2 separate regions of the Gossypium hirsutum genome follow, and region 2 is linked to region 1. The links are chromatin contacts, called in public Hi-C maps. All regions are on one chromosome and are shown on one strand. The core of a region is the stretch at or near the end of the contact, and the rest is flanking DNA. Distances in the headings are between cores, read along the strand shown.

Evidence for each region. Hi-C and Micro-C count contacts between places; a contact is called where the count stands out from the background.
Region 2: a contact with region 1 is called in a Hi-C map of leaf, with 1.9 times the contacts expected there. The contact joins the promoter of LOC107928224 here to the enhancer-like site in region 1. A contact is called at or near these places in 6 of 34 Hi-C or Micro-C datasets (all in leaf).

The regions. Positions count from the first base shown.
Region 1 is chrD01:61,994,750-62,001,032 of Gossypium_hirsutum_v2.1, reverse strand. No RefSeq gene overlaps it. Among protein-coding and RNA genes, the nearest start is that of LOC107928135, 14 kb to the left of the region's middle. Within about 2 kb of position 1,967, at least 1 of the 9 cell types and tissues checked has an H3K27ac peak or open chromatin away from gene starts, as enhancers often do. A contact at or near this core is called in leaf, where this site is marked.
Region 2 is chrD01:62,073,667-62,079,993 of Gossypium_hirsutum_v2.1, reverse strand. It overlaps LOC107928224 (secoisolariciresinol dehydrogenase-like), which reads right to left and starts at 4,657. Exons shown (of 2, transcript NM_001398442.1): 1 at 4,562-4,657; 2 at 1,708-2,680. The coding sequence starts at 4,590. The coding sequence ends at 1,885.

The sequences.
Region 1 (6,283 bases), core at 718-3,217:
AATAAAAGAGAGTTGGTGACCTTACCATAATGTGCAAATCCATTTGTTACACCTCTATATTTAATCTCTACCACTTTCAGCAATGGCTTGAAAGCTCTAATATTTAAATTTTGAAAAAAATAATAATAATAATCTTTACAAATTAAATGGATCTTTGCCGATAGAAAGAAAAATCGTAAAACATTATGATTTTTAAATGATGATACTAAAATTATATGGTTTAGATTTATAAAAGATTTCTCGACAAAATATCAGTATATTTATATTGCCATAATATAATTATATTATAGTTTGAGTTTTCATCCTCTTTATAAATTTATAATTGACAAAATAAAAGAATGTATATAACTATTTATAACCTTACTCCAACCCTTAAATCAGTGGCAAATTTAGAGGAGGGCTGGCATGGGCCCAACCCCCCTAAATATAAAATTATTATTTAAGCTCTTAAATTTTTTTAAAAAATTTAAATTAATAAAGGTAAAATTATACTTTGGTCCCCCTAATATTATAAAAATTATAAAGATATAGACTATAAAAAATTAAGATTTCATTCGGCTCCCCTAAAAGATTGATTTGGCTTCGCCCCTGCATTAAATAGGAGGATAATGCGCTTCAACACACTCAAACTAATATTCTACGGCACTGACAATAATACCGATGTGAATCGAGTTAAAATTCAACGGGGTAATAATGAGTTTGACAAACTTATTGTTGCAACTTTTAATAAACAATTTTATTAAGATTGTACTTTTAGATGGTTGAATTTATAGTTTCAGCGTGATTTTCTTCAAATCCATTAATGCCTGAGTATTTATTTTATTTTACCCAAAATTAAATGCGTGATGAATACCAACACCTTATCCAATATTTAAAATATCATACAACTAACTATTCTGTTGATTTTAACCTTAAATTTACCTCAAAAAGCTTTTGAAGTTGTAAGGAATAAATATCCAACAAATCTTTGTATAGGTGAATTAATTCAGTTATTCTGGATTACTCGGGCCTTCAATTGAAGTTTTTAAAATACCGGAGTCTTCGGGAGAATAAAAAATTCACAGACAAAATCGAAAAATTGATTTACCGTTGATTGAAGATCCCCTCAGAAAGGATTCTTTTAATGTTTAACGTTTGAGTTGTATTTACTTTTTCACCAAAAAATAATTAATATTAATATTAACTGAATAATTATTATTAATAATTTCCATCGTCTCAAATTAAACAAGATGATTTAATTTGTATGATATTCAAAAGTGAGTAGATAAAAACGATTGAAAACACCATTAATATTTATAAAAGTTTATGTAATGAAATAAAGTAAATAAATGATAATTGTGAAAATCATCTATACACATGCCTTTCTCGATTGGGTGAATTTTAAAAATTCAAAAAAAAATTATAAAACTTCGAATATGCGTTTTAAAGTTCATTAGTATTTCCATATTTTTTTAAACAATTTAAAATGCTTAAAAAATTCTCTAAAGAAAGCTTTTTGAATTTTCTTAAATATTTTTAATATTTTTAAAAGAATGTTTTTAGATTTATTTTCGAAATTTTGGTAATAATTATATTTTTTAATAATTAATAATTTTATTAATAATATATATATATGATTTTTTTACAATTTTTAATTTTTGAGGATTTTTAGAAAAATCCAATCAATTGTGCACTTACTCGTGGCTATGTTTTTCACCAGCTACATTTATCCTTTCTTGCCATATTATCGTTTATTAACAAAAAGACAACGTTGCTTTAGTTTTCCTCATTTGCTGAATGTTATATGGAATAAATTAACATGGATTGAATTGTTTCTTACTCTATGGTTTATTAACCAAAATAATTATTTTTGTCATCAATTATGTTTATTTACTCAGTTTTTCTACAAAACAAGTATTATACTCCTACCCTGATTAGGGTGCGTGGCAGCACAAGAGCTAACCAAAGACAAAGAACAACGCTATGCCTTATATCATCCGATGATTGTTCAGTCCAACCACCCGTGTAATTCATTCCATCAATGGGAGGGACCATCCATCCTTAACTGTCCGATTGAACTCTCCATTAGACTACCTGATGTTAATGGATGCATTTGAGGGAATTTCTCTCATTTCCTCTCAATAATCCCAAGAGGCTAAACCATCATCCCTTTGTTGGAAAATATCGACATCACATATATAATAAGGGTAATTACATATTATTATTTACTATCATGATAAGTTAGCCCAAATTAAAAATGATCTAATTTGGTTAGAATTTTATTGGGCTTTAATTATTAAATAAAGTATGGGTCAAATATGTGTAGGTACTCTAGTAATTGAATTCTAATCAAATTCTAATTAATGATGGGCTAATTAGGAGTTAGAACTAATATGTCAAGATTATAAATATTAGGGTTATGGTCCCCAAATTACATAACAAGATATCTTTTCTAATATCCCATCCTTAGAAAAGGGAGAGCAAATATTCTCTGAATTTCTTGTGTGCTAATTTAGAAGACCAAATCCCCAAGATCCGTAGATTTCAAGGAATTTATAGATTCAAGTACACTTCTGCATCTAGTTTTGTTCTTGATTTGTTCTTGATAATTTGACATGACAGATCCTAGTTTATTAAGTTTTATTTTAGATTTATTTTACAATTTTAATAAGTGGTATTAGAGCCTTGTTATGTTAAATCATTGAGAACGAATTGATTCTTTATTATTTTTGAGTTGATTCGATTTTTTTTCTTTTTCAAATTTTATGGATTTGATATTTAGATTCGGTTTTTTTTATCATACATGTTAAATCTTTTGGATTTATGTTAATTAGGGTTTAAATTTTCAATTTAATTATTTATATTAAAAAAGAAGTGTGTGATTAGATCTCTATTCTCAATTATATATTAATCTACGCTTGCACTGATGTTTGGTAAATTTTGTTGATTGTACTTTTTTTTGGGCATAACTTCGCTTATTTCATCAGAATTCTTTGGCGCTTTAATGCACTGTTTATTTATTTGTGCAATTAAGGTTCGGTCATTAATGTTTCAGTAGTATTACTTTGATTTTTTTAATGCGACATGCGTGTATATATAAAGGCTTTGCTTGTGTTATATATTCTTTGTAATAAAATAAACGAGAATCAGATTTGGTTTTGAAGTGCATTAAATGCAAGCTGTTTTTTTTTTCTTTAGTTTATTATTATATATTTTAAATAAATTGCAGACATATATATTTTGAGTATTCATACAGCTTCAATTATTATTTGTTGATTAGATTCAATTATGTTTCAATATTCTTTCATTGTTAATCGATAATGAGGAATTAAGTGAACTTATTATTCTAGAATTTCCAAAACTAAGAATCTGTGCATTCTTGATTTCATGAAAGTTGGTTTGACTGTTATTCTTCAATTGCAATAATATGTGTTCAACTCTTAGAATCAATTTTTTTAATTTTGATTATCTATGGTAATATCTTTGAAATTTATGTTTCGAGTATTAGGAATAATAGATTTGGGTTTTGTTATATTGTTATATGGTGGCTATGAATTTTCATAAGTAGTTGTGCATACGAAGGCTTTTATACAATTTGGGATTCTTTCATATTTGTTGGTTATGGATTTTTTTTAAGTATTTGTGCGTATAAAGAAGTTTTATGATAATGTCTTTAGTCATTAATATAAATTTGAGTTTACATGAAATATGTAAGGCAAGCCAATATTATTTTTCTATTATTATAATTTTGTATATATATTATATATATCAATGATTTTGAGGATTATTCAATAAGATATCTTTTATAGTTTAATTGGTGAAATTAAGTTTTGATGGATATCGTTGAAGTTGTTGTTGTTGTTGTTGTTGTTGTTGTTGTTGTTGTTGTTGTTGTTGTTACTATTTGCTATGGTTATATATTCAATTTTACATGTCAACTATATACATATTTAAATAATTTGGTTTTAAGTTTGGTTTTATAATCTTAGGTTTTGGCATCTTATGGTTCCAAATATTTGGTTAAATTATGATGATGTGGTTTATTGTATAAATTGTGGGATATGCCAACTATTATGATTTTGATTTTGAGATTTATTGGCTTGAAAATATTTTCCAAGTATTCATGTGAATTTTTGTTTAATCATAAATACAACTTTGGATTTACATGGTAAATTCAAGGTAAGTTTTTCTATTTGATTATGGATACATGTATATGCGTGAATTGCTTTGGTGTTTTTGTCCATACCAAAATTATGAATACATGTGGTTGTTAATTATTTGACTTTGAACCACTACATTATTTCTGTTTGGTTTTGATATATGTGATTTTGGAACAAAAAAGAAAAAACCAGTCAAAGATTAAAGTTTTCGGTTTTTTATTGTATTATTAAGACAGCCTTATTTTGGGTAATTTCGAAGTTTATAAAGCGATAAAAAAATAGATTTGACATTTGACTATTGGGTAAATTTTAAATTTGAATATTGGTATGTTTATATATATTTTAAAATAACTTAATTGAAGCAATAAATCACCAAAGTGGTTTTTTTTGTATAAATTATTTTGTTTTAAAATATAAAAGGTTGTGTGCATGTAACTTAAGTTATGTTAATATTGATCGGCCCAAATGAAGGTTAATAATATTACATGTGCAATTATGGTAATAAACATGTGACAATTATTCGGTTTTACATGTGAGCAATAAATTGACCCAAAAGAAGATTTTTATGGTTCGACGTGTTCTTATTGTCAATGTTTGATTATTACACCAATATATCACTTACAAGTTAATATTTTGTCCAAAGATAAAATATTAATGGAGTGTCTGATATCTTGAGATGAGGTTTACCTTTATTCAAATTATTTTGGTTTAAATTTGAAGTCTTATGTGAGGTTATTTATGGTTTATTATTTATTTAACTATTATTATATTTGCCAACATCATTGTATGTTATTTTCGGATAAATATATATACATATATATTATTATCTTTTAATTTGATTGAAAGATGAAATTAAAAGAAATATTTTGAAACAAATAAATTCAGATTTTGGCTTTAGGTTTTAATTAAGGATGTCTAATATTTTAAATAGATTAGTTGAAACAAAATGCCGCCAAAGCGACCTCTTTTGTGTAGATTAGTTTATTTAAAATATCAAGATGATTATATGTTTTTTGTGATTCATGCGTTTATTAATTGACCCAAAGGTAAGTTAATATTTGGCAGAATTTCAACGACATCTGTGATAATAAATGTGTGACAATTATAAGGTACTTTATGTAAGCAATATGTTAGTCCAAAGATTAATTCATTGTTTGACATAATTTATTATCAATGTTTCATTGCTACAACAAGAGTACCGCTTACTGTTAATATTACTGTCCAAAGACTTGATATTAATGTTGTATTTGGTATCTTGAGATGGGATTAGCCATTATCCTGAATTTATTGTTTATTTATAAATATTGATGTGAGCTTATTTTTATTTATTTTTTGTTCTATATTCAGCTAATTCATCCTCTACTACCACAATATTTGCTAATATAAATTCTATACCCATACTTAATGGGACTAATTTCAATGAATGGAAAAGGCATTTACTTATAGTGCTTGACTGTATGAACATAGACATTGCACTAAGGGAAGAACAAACCACACCTCTCACTACGAAAAACACTCATTATGTTAAAAATGATTTTGAGAGGTGAGATCGTTCAAATTGCATGAGTCTAATGATCATGAAGCATAACATTTCAGAAGCCTTTAGGGGCACAGAATCTGAAAAGATTATTCAAGCCAAGGTTTCCTTGATGAAATTGAGAAACGTTTTGCTAAAAACGATAAGGTTGAAATGGCATCATTTCTGACTTCTTTGATGTCTATAAAGTATAAGGGTCAAGGAAATTCTGAGTAATCTAAGGGCTATGAGTTTTATGATCCCATAATTAGGAATATTTTTGAGACGAGAATAGCAACATTCTTTTAGGATGTTGAGTTTGGAAGGAGAAATAAGGTTAGAGACATTGCTTTTAAGGAGGAATTGAATTCTAACTCAGTTCCTACTATCACTTTTGTGATGTTTAGGTTCTCATACCTATCATTGATTAATAAGTGAATCTAAAACCTCAATAAGACAATGTTGAACAACTCCTTATTCAAGATGAGGTAATTATTCCAGAAGAACAAACTCAACAACCTCAAGAATGAATGTCATTAAAAAAGTTCACTAGAGGAAAGGTTATAATGACTTTAGTGGAATATTATGACCTTAAGCTGCATCAGATAAATATTAAGTTAATGGTTTC
Region 2 (6,327 bases), core at 3,408-5,907, 76 kb before region 1:
AATAAGGATTAAATTGTATGAATTTCATTTTTCGAGCCTAGGGATGAAATCGTAATTAATTAAAAGTATAGGAGTAAAATAGTAATTTTCCATTACATCCATTGTAACTATTTTTTCAGGGTTATAACCAAGACAAGTTTAGATTGAGATCAAATTATATGTATTTTAAATATTATTATACTTTATTGTTTTATTATAATTATAATTAGTACAAGAAATTCTATACATGCGTAAGCATGTAAGAATCATGTATTTAGAACATAAAAGTGTTTGAAAATAACATATACTAAATAATAAAATGTATGATTTGGAACTAATTAATAATAAAAAATAAAATATGTACGATATTACAAATGAAAAAAAGAGAGACTAAATTGTGAGTAAAACGAAATTTAAACACATAAATACATCAGATTACGAGTACAATAATATATCATGGTGTTGTCATAAATCTAGAGCTAGTGTCGAGTTAACTTGTGACATCAACTCAATCAACAACATTACTAATACTAGAAATTTTATCACACACGTACGCGTATTTAGAACATCAAGGTGTGTTTGAAAATAGCATACAATATATTATGAAACGTATGGTTTGAAATTAATTAATAATAACACATTAAATATATACTATATTAAAATGAAAAAAATGGATTAAATTGTGAGGAAAACGAAATTTAAACACATAGATATATCCGATTAAGAATACTAAATGAGTACAATTGTTTATAATGGTGTTGTCATCAATCTTGTCTTGGTGTCGAGTTAACTTGTGGCACCAATTAAATCAACAATATTATTAATTAATATATATTATGCAAATGATGAAAGTAATAAATTGTGCATATTAAAATAAAAATGTATAAAGAAAAGATTAAAGTGAAGCTTTGGTTTGAGTGATAAATTTAAAATTTTACTAATTTAGTTTGTGTGAGTTTAAATCGCACCATATGCATATTTTTCTTTAAAAAATAGCTAAAGAATGATTTTGAATCAATTGAATCAGAACTGGTTGAATCGGATAAAAATTTGATTGAATTGATGATTGAACCAATAAAACTGAAATTTTTAAATTTTTAATTAAACTGGTTGGATGGATTAACTCATCCATCGAGTTTTAAAAAAAATTCAGTTGTTACTTCTAATTTCTAAGGAGAAATTTAGGGAAGGGAGAAAATAGTTACATCATGTTCTTCATTTGGACGGGATTCCAACACCACAAAATTAATTAATATCTATTTTTCCCAAGCTTCATCACCAGCCATCACCTTCAAATGAACCCAGTTAATCAAATTATTAGTAACGGCGGCCGACGCGATAGTTCGGGGTCGGTTACTGGATTTGTGTTGCCGATGGTGTATAATATAAAAAGAAAAGACTCACGGTTTCAAAAGAAAGGGGGAAAGGATCCCACGGCACAAAGAAAAGCAGAGACCTGAAGGAGAAGCGCATAACCATCATCCGTTACCAGTAACCCAAGAAACAGGGCTATTGATCAGAGAACTGCACGACGGCAATGCTAAATTCTTTTCGAAGATGGCACAATCTATCACTGGGTATAATCCTTTTTTTTTTGTAACTAGTTAATATATACGTTGTTCATCGTTTTTGGTGGAAACTAGTTAATGATATGATACACCGGTTTATCGTGTATATTTAGTAATGTTATCTTATTTAGAGAATAAGTAGATTGGAAAATGGAAGTAATTTTTTCATTTGAACAGCAAAACAAGTGTTATTGATAAAGAAAGGATACTTCAAAAGCATTACAGGAGACTGATCAAATACGACAATACAGTTTTTCATGTGTGTAATTTTGGATGAGTTTTATTTTCCTTATTTAAGAGAATATAATTCAAAGAGTGAAGCAGAGGACTTGGTGGTTTATCCAAAAAGTGCTGCGAATCCCAGCTTCCATGATTGATTGCTGAGACTATACCCTCCATCCAGTGGTAAGTTGACACCACTGATAAATTTAGCCTCATCACTTGCCAAATACAGTGCTGCATGTGCAAAATCTTCAGGCTCCAATACAGTGCCTTTCAACACTGCTGAAGCCGCAATCATCTCCTCTCCCTTCTTCTTATCGGGTATCCCAATTGATTTTTGGAACATTGGAGTCGAAATTGCATGAGGTGAAATAGAGTTGACTCTAATTCCATGCTCACCTAACTCCACGGCCAAGCTCTTCGTCAACCCTGCAACGGCATGCTTCGATGCCTTGTATGCATGGGGGCTACCGAAGCTGATTTTTGAAGCAAGACTTGATGTGAATAGTATGCAACCTTTCTTGGCCGGAACCATGACCCTGGCAGCATACTTGGCACCCAAGAAACCACCCAACACATTGATATCAAACACTTTCTTGAAGTCTTCAGTGCTGGCGTGTGTCACTCTTGTTTCGTTGTCACCATGAGTGCCGGCATTGTTGAACATGATATCGAGCTTTCCGTACTTGGAGACAGCCAAGTTTACGGCATTTTCAACATCGGATTCGCATGTTATATCGCAGTGGACATAGCTGATGTTTTCAGTTCCAAGCTCTTGGCAAACAGAGTCGCCCAGTTCGTCTTGAATATCAGCAATGAGAACCTTGGCTCCATGTTTGACAAAAAGTGTGGCTGTGCACTTTCCTAAGCCACTGGCACCACCAGTTATCAGTGCCACCTTGCCATCCAGCCTGTAACAAAAAAAAAAAAAGAAGAAACAAGGTTTAGATACTAATTGATAGTGTAAATACTTATAATTTTCCCTCCCAATAATAGATCAATTTAGTCCTTATATTATTATTTAGATCTTTTTAATAGTATATAGACTAATTTAGGGGTGAGCAAAACTCGATTCTACTCGAAAAAATTGAAAAAAAATTATAATTTCTAGTTAAACGAATCTAGTTATTCGAGTTAATCGAGTTATTCGAATCAACTCGATTTTTTTTCAAATTTCGAGTTCGAATCGAGTTGAGTTTTCGAATTCGAATAACTCGAATAATTCGAATATCAAACTATAATATTTTACATTTTTACCCCAAACTCCCAAATCCTTTTACTTTTCCCTCAAAACTTTTACTCTTTCTCACTTTCCCCAAAAACTTTTACTCCCCTCCCAACCACCCAATCTACCCAAAATCCATTTCCCATCAAAATTTCTCTCCCATTTACTTTTTCTCAAAATTTTACTCCCAAAACCCTCAAAACCTTTTATTTTCCCCCAAATTTTTACTCCCTCCCACTTTTCCCCTAAAACTTTTATTCCCTTCCCATCCCACCTCCCATCTACCCCAAACTCTCCCCCCTCCAATTTTTTTTAATATTTTCCCTCCAAAATTTTACTTCCCCTATTTACTTTCCCTCAAACTTTTACTTCTCACCCTTTACTCTCAAATAAAAAATTAAAATTATCCAAAAAAAAATCACTAAACATATATAGTAATAATTTTATTTATATCTACTATTTATATTATTAAATTAAATTTCACATTGTATATTATTTATATTATTGAGTTGTTTAGTCATATTGAATATTTATATTAAAATTAAATTCTTAATTATGCCATAAAATATTCGTGTTAAAATTTTATATTGGTATCAATTTCACATTTTATTTTTAAAATAAATTTTATTAAAAAATCATATTTTTACATTTAATATTTTTTTAATTCCAAAATATATAGTGACAAGAATCTAAAAATAATTGAAACAACTAAGCAAGCAAAGAAGCTAACCAGTATATAAAAAATTAATAAATAAATTATGAGGTGGTGAAAGTTAATAAAAAATTAGATTAAGGTGGACAAATTTTATTACGATGGGTGATAGTGGTTACAAGGACCCAAAATTATTTTTTAAAATTTAACTCGAACAAATATATTTGATTCGATTCGAATTTCATCTCACTCAACTCAATTTGAGAAAACTTTAAATAAAGTTAGGATGATAAAATGAGTTTTGAAAACTCGATTAACTCGAAAATTTTCGATTCGATTCGATCGAATGCTCACCTCTAGACTAATTTAATTCATTTAATAATAAAGATATAATATCATTTTTAAAGGACTTATTACATGAATACGCTTAAGTATACTTTCGGTTCAACTTTCTTTCACTTTGAAAACACATTGGTAAGCCTGTTCTAAACACTGTCATGTTTAATACAAGTAGGTTTTTTTTGACAGAAGTACATCATATTGATTTTAATGTTTTGTATTAAATTCGATTAGATTCGTCAATTTTGACCCTAATCTAAAAATTTGATTCGAATAATCTAAATTTAAACTCAATCAAATCAAACTTGTTCTCAAAAAGTCGACAACTTGAATTTACTCAACTTAAACATAAATATAACTTGAATAAGAATTGACCTAAATGAAAATTATTCAAATACGGAATGAGAATGATACAAATAGTTAACTTAGCATGATTTAAATTGTGATGATTCTATTGGCGAACTCAAAATGATTAGAAAATTAAAAAAACATAGATAGAAATAATTCAAAATTAACCTGATTTATTGAATTGAAATATCTAAAATATGAACTTTTGGAATCTTAGGATTTTGTTACCTCTTGGTTATTGAAGAGTCGCAGCTCATGGTGGTTGTGAAGAAAAGAGGCCCTCCCTTTTGCTTTTTCTTTTGATTTCAATGATTGGGATGCTGTGTTTTCTCCTCTTTGTGATTCTGCTGTTTATAACTCCTGGGAGGTGTGACGTTGCTTAAAATTCAACAATGGCGTCGTACTTATTTTATGTTCAAGGCTTTGAAGTCTGTAAATTTGACAAAACGTTTTCCATTATTTTTGCCTTGACTTGTATATTTAGAAAATAGAAAGTAATATTTTTATTTCATATGATATGTATTACTATATTATCCAATTATTTTATTAAAACAGATGCCATAATTAACACAAATTCAATAACAAATATATAAGTATGACATTTCATATATAAAATAAATATTTTCATTTTACATGTATTTAAGAAACTCACTTCATCAAATAATATTTTATTTTTATTTCACAAATCATAAATATTTTCTCCCTCATAATCGGTAGTATTTATTAAATTTTTTTATATGACTATGATGAAGTTTCTTTTTAAAAAAATATTGTATTCAATGCATTCATTGATTAAACGTACTCATTATATAATTTTTTTAACTTAATAATTGAAGTCAAAGTTGGCTAGCTTTAGTTTTTATGAAATGAAAATGAAAAATCTGGCTTGACCAGCACCGCTATCTATTTTATTAAGCACGAAGACTTTTGAAATTGAGCTAAGCGCGGTCACCCTGTCCCCACTTTTCGTCCCATTTGATATAAAATAATGGTCAATATATATTTATTCCATACCTTAGTTTAATTTAATGCTTAAAATTTATATTTTTCTTTTATGTCAATTAAGTGTATGAGTGGTTATAATACTTAATTTGATATTTAAGCTTTTCTTTATTTCAATTAAAATTTATAATTTTTGTTACTAGAGCACATGTGTCAAATATTTATTGGTTATAATTTTTATTTCAATAGACTTATAAATTTGAATCCTAGTCTCGCCATTATCAAATTAACCTGACGATGAACTCTGATCAATAAAGAAAAGACTGTCAAAAACCCTAAGAGACCCACAACATCAATGATGCATAAAAGACTAAGTCTCAGATTGCCTATCATTCTCCTTATCATCTCAAATTTATCACCATCATTAAGATCTATCATGATAAAGCCCTTCGAGAATAGTTCCTAATAGATATAGCGATACCCTTATATTGACAAATCTCACATATATGCAAAAACATGACTAAAAATTAAAAGTAAAAATGAAACCACCTTTATTTTCAAAGAACATAGAGTGAACAAAATAAAAACCATAAAAAATATGGACAAAATAAAATTATGAAATTATGGACAGAATATGTAACTCCCCTCACCCAGGATAAATTGATACATCACGAGCAAGAGATACCACATTCGGACACTAAAGCTAACTTAATTTGAGCATCAAATTTAAGACTTTGCTTGTAACACCCTTTATCTAACCCGATCATCGGGTCCGGGTACCAAATACTACATTAACCCGAAGGACTTAATCAGCTTTAAATTTCCAATATAAGTACATCATTAACAATTCGGATTTTATAATTTATTTTGTTAATACGTCTTGTACATAGCTGTTGTCAGACTCTTAGAAGCTCTATTCCCAACAATTTATTTACAAATCCAGGATGGGAATTCAAGAACATATACAACCAACTATAACCACGAGGCAGAGCCTCTACGGTGCCTCTCTTTATACATGGACAACTACTGTGTACCGCATAACTTTCCCTGAG